Regions from separate parts of the Ovis aries genome. Here region 1 is linked to region 2. A link is a contact called in public Hi-C data. All regions are on one chromosome and are shown on one strand. Each heading gives the region's core, a stretch centred on a gene start, on an enhancer-like site or on the middle of the called end of the contact. The rest is flanking DNA. Distances are from core to core; before and after follow the strand shown. Region 1 holds the start of RANBP9 (RAN binding protein 9). Region 2 has its middle 35 kb from the start of MCUR1.

What was found. Hi-C and Micro-C count contacts between places; a contact is called where the count stands out from the background.
Region 1: a contact with region 2 is called in a Hi-C map of tail adipose tissue, with 2.1 times the contacts expected there. The contact joins the promoter of RANBP9 here to the enhancer-like site in region 2. A contact is called at or near these places in 3 of 16 Hi-C or Micro-C datasets (blood, skin fibroblasts and tail adipose tissue).

Annotation. Positions count from the first base shown.
Region 1 is chr20:42,148,748-42,151,936 of ARS-UI_Ramb_v3.0, forward strand. RANBP9 (RAN binding protein 9) reads left to right here and starts at 1,391. Exons shown (of 14, transcript XM_027959166.3): 1 at 1,391-2,359. The coding sequence starts at 1,765.
Region 2 is chr20:42,103,253-42,106,029 of ARS-UI_Ramb_v3.0, forward strand. No RefSeq gene overlaps it. Among named protein-coding and RNA genes, the nearest start is that of MCUR1, 35 kb to the left of the region's middle. Within about 2 kb of position 1,304, at least 6 of the 54 cell types and tissues checked have an H3K27ac peak or open chromatin away from gene starts, as enhancers often do.

The sequences.
Region 1 (3,189 bases), core at 141-2,640, 46 kb after region 2:
AGTAAAGGATAACTTAAGGAGAAGTGGTGAAAACAAAATAGTAACTTTGGGAGGGGTCGGAGAGCAACCCTTGACCAGTTGTGCCAATCAGTCGACCAAGCAAAGCCCTGTTGGGAATTGCAAAGTAGGAAGTCCTATTTTTGACTCTGCTGATCTCAGTGAATAGTTCCTTGTTTTTAAAATGGGCATAATTCATTGCTACCTAATAAAGATGTTTGTTATGAAAATTAACGAGTCTGCAAAGTGTTTGGACGCCTCTAGAAGCCCTTCCTGGAGAAGGAAATGGCAACCCACTCCAGTATTCTTGCCTGGAGAATCCTGTGGACGAGGGAGCCTGGTGGGCTGCAGTCCATAGGGTCGCAGAGTCGGACATGACTGAAGCGACTTAGCATGCATGCATGCACTGGGGAAGGAAATGGCAACCCACTCTAGTATTCTCGCCTGGAGAATCCCAGGGACAGAAGAGCCTGCTGGGCTGCCATCTATGGGGTCGCACAGAGTAGGACACGACTGAAGCGACTTAGCAGCAGCAGCAGCAGCAGCAGCAGCAGCAGCAGAAGCCCTTCCTAAATACAACTTGTAATTTCGTGTCCCTGCTCTCCGATGACATGCCACTCTTTATTAGCACTCCTAATAAATTAGTGACACTTTCTGCCACCAGAGGTTCACTTTTAAGGCCTCATAAAATCAGTTAATAAGACGCTCTCTGGTTTAAGTGGGAGACTTTCCCTTTAGAAATAGATATTAACATAACTGTGAAGGATGCGGAACAGTTGGGTCATCAAGCGGGAGGCGGCAAACAGGGCCCTGTCCGGGGGCACGAGCTCGAGCAGAACCCGGGCAAGGCCCGGACGGCTCACTCACGGACCCGATTTGGGCTCCGGGAGCCGGGGCGGTCCCGCTGGTCTCGGGGGTCAGCCGACCGGGCTCGCGGCTTTCCCAGCGGGGCTCGATTGCTTTCGCCTGGATGGGAAACGGCCCGGTCGCGCCAGCGGCGACCCTACGGTGGCGGGGGCGGGGCGACGGCAACAAAAAGAAGTCAGGTAGGAGGAGAGTCTGCCAGCCGGGCGGGCGGGGCGATACGGCGAGCTCCCGGCAGAGGCGGGGACGCCAGCGGCCGGCCTGCCGGCAGCCGGCGATCCTCCTCCGACCGCGCGCTTCCCACTAGCAGCCTGGACCCGGCGGCTGGACCTGCACGGGCCCGCCCTTCGCCGCCCGCGCGGCTCCGCCCCCTCTCCCGGCCCCACCCCCTCGAGCTCCCGTCCCGCCCCCTCGCTGCACCGCCCGCGCGCTTCGTCTCGCGCTCCGGTCCTGCCCCCTCGCCCGGCCCCGCCCCGTCGCCCGGCCCCGCCCCCCGCGCCGCGCTCGCGCTCCGGCCCCGCCCCCTCGCAGCACCGCCCGCGCGCAGCGTCTCGCGCCGGCCCGGCCCGCTCGCAGGGAAACAGCCGCGAGAGCAGCGGCCGCGGCGGCCGGCACCGCGCTCTCACCCCCCGCCCCGCCTCGCTGCGGCCTCGGCGCCTTGTTCCGGGCCCGCGCTCCGGCTAACGTTCTCTCGGGGGCCCGGGGCCCGCCGCTCACCCACTGCCCCGGCTGCGAGCCCCCCAACCGTCGCGCTCCCTCCGTCTGGGCGCGCGGCCGGCCGCCTGCTTCCGGGGCGGGCGGACTGGGCGCCTGGTGCCGGCGGCCGCCGCCACAGCGCCCCCGGGAAGCCGAGGAGGAAGGAGAGAGGAGGCGGAGGCGGCCGCAGGCTGAGTCGCGGCCGGGATGTCCGGGCAGCCGCCGCCGCCGCCGCCGCCACAACAACAGCAGCAGCAGCAGCTCCCGCCGCCCCCGCCGGCGGCTGCGGCCCCGGTGCCCGGAGTCCTGCCGGCGCCCCCGGCCGTCAGCGCCGGCTCGTCTCCGGCCGGCTCGCCCGGCGGCGGCGGCGGCGGCGGCGGCGCGGGCGGCGGCTTGGGGGCCGCGGCGGCCGCCCTGCTCCTGCACCCGCCGCCGCCGCCGCCGCCGCCGCCGCCCCCGGCCACCGCGGCCCCGCCGCCGCCGCCGCCCCCGCCGCCGCCGCCGCCCGCTTCGGCGGCCGCCCCCGGCGGCGCGCCCCCCGCTCCCCCGGGCCTCTCCGCGGGCCCCGGCCCGGCTGGAGGCGCCCCGGCCCCGGCCCCGGCGTCAGGCGGCAGCGCCGCGGCGCCTTTCCCGCACGGGGACTCGGCCCTGAACGAGCAGGAGAAGGAGCTGCAGCGACGGCTGAAGCGCCTCTACCCTGCCGTGGACGAGCAGGAGACGCCGCTGCCGCGGTCCTGGAGCCCAAAGGACAAGTTCAGCTACATCGGCCTGTCTCAGAACAACCTGCGGGTGCATTACAAAGGTGCGGGGCGTGCGGCGTGCGCAGGAAGCCGGGGCCCGCGGCCCGCCCGCTGCTCCGGGGCCGGGCTCGGGGTCCACGGGGGGCGATCGCGGGAGGGGGTGGTGAGGGTTAAGGCTCCCTGCGTGTAGAGTGGGAGCTGGTAATCCCAGGCCCGGAGCAGGACACCTCGGGGGAATCCAGGATGACAGGACGTAACTCGCTTTCTGATTGCCTTTTGAGATAAATCGTCGGGCCGAGATAGAGGAAATCTGTGGGTTCTCAGTTGGGTTTACATTGTTCTCCAGGTGGTGGTGGGTCAGGCGCTCTCCTCTTACGTGGGGGGCGGCGGGAGGAATGGGAAGAGAGGCAAGATTCTGGGGTATTAATTTCTAATCTAGGGAGAGCAGGGATGTATGGGGGGGGGGGAGGAGTGATCCGTGGTGGGGTTTGCCCCAAATTAGGCCAGAGATTGTCTAGGGGGTACGACAAAAGGACCGGCGACCGAAGTTTGTCGTCTGTGTTATCTCCATAAAAGCAACTGGAGGGTGAGAGAGGTTGAAACCTCAGGAAGACGTGTTGTCTTGGGGGAGCAGAAACGTACCACTACCGATTGGAAATGCCCTATATTTGTTGTTGGCGTTACGTAAAGTCTCGTGGAAAACAGGAATTTGTTTAAAAAAAAAAAACAACACGGGTTTTAGTGTTTTAAATAAAATTGGCTTCTGTTTTCCACCTGCAGTTTTTAAAAAAAAGGCCTTAGGCTATTGCTCTTGTGTCCCTCCTCCCCTCACCTATCTCTCCTATGTAAAACAAAGCTTTAAGCAGATTAATTGTATATAAAATTATTAATT
Region 2 (2,777 bases), core at 54-2,553:
AGACAGGGAATTGGCAAGGTTGGATTGGTTACAAGGGTTTCTCTGCATCTACTAATTGGCTAGATTTTCGCGCGCGCGGGCTTTCTTAGGAGATTTCTATCCTCGTCCCGATTGGCACAGACCAGGCTACGGGGAGCATGCTGACAGGCTGAGTCCTCTCGTCACCGGCGGGGGTAATTTTGATCCCACCTGGGCAGTGTCTCAGCTGTTTCCGGGATGCTTGCTCCGGCCTATTTTAGTCATGGCCTCTATCAGGCCTCAACAATTTCAGTTATGGCAAGTCTCTAGAACCACAGCTTATCAAGGTACTAGTCAGGCATCTCCACTCTGGAGACAAATACACCTTCCCAATCTGAACAACATTACCCATCCATTGGGCTTGCCAGGTGGCCCCAGGGATAAAGAATCTGCCGGCAATGTAGGAGATGTGGGTTTGATCCCTGGATGGGGAAGATCCCCTGGAGAAGGGAATGGCTACCCACTCCAATATTCTTGCCTGGAGAATCCCGTAGACAGAGGAACCTGACAGGCTACAGTCCATGGGGTCACAAGAGTTGGAGATGCCTTAGCGACTAAACCACCACCCAGTACCTGTCACTTAGCTTCAGAATAGTCTGGTGGATAGAACAGTTTTTCTTATTTCTACCAAACATATACATATATATCCTAACTTGCTACTTCCCGGGTTGTTTTTTCCCTTTCCTTCCGAGTGTGAGAGTCAGGTGGGTTTTTATCCAACTCTGTGACCCAGAGTAACTTGAGGGGTTCTTGGTTTCTGCATGTTGCTGGGGATGGGGGAAGAGCAGGTGCCATCGAGAAGAATCTACCAGTTCACTGGGAGGAAACCAGGGGAGCCTGAGGACCTAGAGTGTTTCCTCTGTCAGCTAATGTACGCCTGCAGCCCTGCCAAGCTCTGATGTGTTTAAACTTGAACTTCACAGGGAAGGTCGCACAAAAAGCAAGTTCCTGGGATTCAGTCTGTAGTCTGAGTGGGCTGGCGTGTTCTTGCTGGGCTATTTCTGTACAAAAAGCTGTCTGGAACCATCTGAGAATCACTAACCGCTGCGGTTTATGGTAATATATTTCCTAGTCACTTTCTCTTGCATCATTTCCTCTCCATTTTATGCTAAAGAGAGTGAGTGTGTGTGTGTACTTGCCTGTGTGCGTGCGAGTCTGTGTTGTGTGTGTTCCCAAGTTACGTTACCATGGAGAGGTATTTGGAAAAGGTGTCTTGTGAACCACTTCAGCTGATGTATGAAACTGCGTTTTAGAAATCAAAGCTCCTCTTCCATATGTAGCTTCTGTCTGGAAGGACACATGAAAAATGGTAACAGTGCTTGCCTCTGGGGGAGAGAACTAGAGGTTCAGTGGTTAAGGGACACTCATTCTTCAGTGTGTATTGTTTATTTATTTTTTTTTACCATGAGTATGTAATCCTTTCTAAAAATGAGATCTGGTGATTCAGTGCCAAGGCTTCTCTTGGAAAATAGTCACTGACTCAGATATTCCTCTTGGGGGGGGCCTCCCAGGTGGCTCAGTGGTTAAAGAGTCCGCCTGCCAATGCAGGAAATATGAGTTCGATCCCTGGCCTGGGGAGATCCCACATGCCTCAGAGCAACTAAGCCCGTGCGCCACAACTACTGAACCTGTCCTCTAGAGCAGGAGGAGAAACTGTTGAGCCCAGAAGCCGCAACCCCCGAAGCCCCTGTACCCTAGAACCTCTGCTCCGAAACAAGAGAAGCCACTGCGATGAGAAGCCCTCGCACCTCAATTGCAGAGCAGCCCCAGCTTGCCACCGCTAGAAAAAAAGCCTGTGCACAGCAACGAAGACCCAGCACAGCCAAAAATAAATAAATATTTTTAATATACTACTGTTTAAAAAAAACTCCCCTTGACTCCTGCACTCAGCTCCCCAGAAAGAATTTGGGCATCTCCGAACAATCATAAAGTGAATATGAAGATGGAATCTGACTGCCTTCTTGGGTGCACGTGACTCATCATCAAGGATACTGTCCTCAGCCCCGTCCACTGGGATGGATAAAGGTTGTTGACTGGAGAGATGATATCTGTTAGATTCAACAGTAATCAATAGTAGCACTGAACACGTTCTTGCTGGCAGTATCACAAAAAGAGTGCAGCTGGTGGTGAATGTGCCACCTGCTGACTGCAGGGAGCCGGGTATACACCTGAGTTTCTGCCAAGCCAAATCTAGATAGCTCATCCAGGCTGGACAGGGAAGCCCCATGCCTGGTCACGTAAAGAATATTAAACACTTTCATGATGTGTCTACACATGTTTTGATTCCACAAGAGATGATGGCTTTGACTTCAGAAGCTGTGGTGACCTTACGGTGTATTTTTATATTCTCTGTGCTGAGTGGATGACCCGCTTCCAAACCAAGAGTGCAAATTACAAACGAATGTCCCAACCGCATGTCATTTTCCATCTTCACTAGACTGGGAGTCCATGAAAATAGAGTGTCAACACAGCACCTCCCATGGATGCTTGACATTCAGTGTGGGCTAACTGGATTGCGCTGGACGCGTTTCTATTCACTGGAAATCATCAGCCAGCTCAAGAGGGAGGAGAACATTGCCCATCACAAAAATAACTCGAGAATTGTGCAATCTGCCAACATCGGTCATTTGTGTTGAACTTGCTTTCAGCACTCTGCTAAATATACCACACCCTACCACGGAAACGATCATTCCCTTCCTTTTGAGTCGCAAAGTGGTGGGAACTAGAAAAGCTTCTGTGAATTTGGCAAGGGTTAGGAT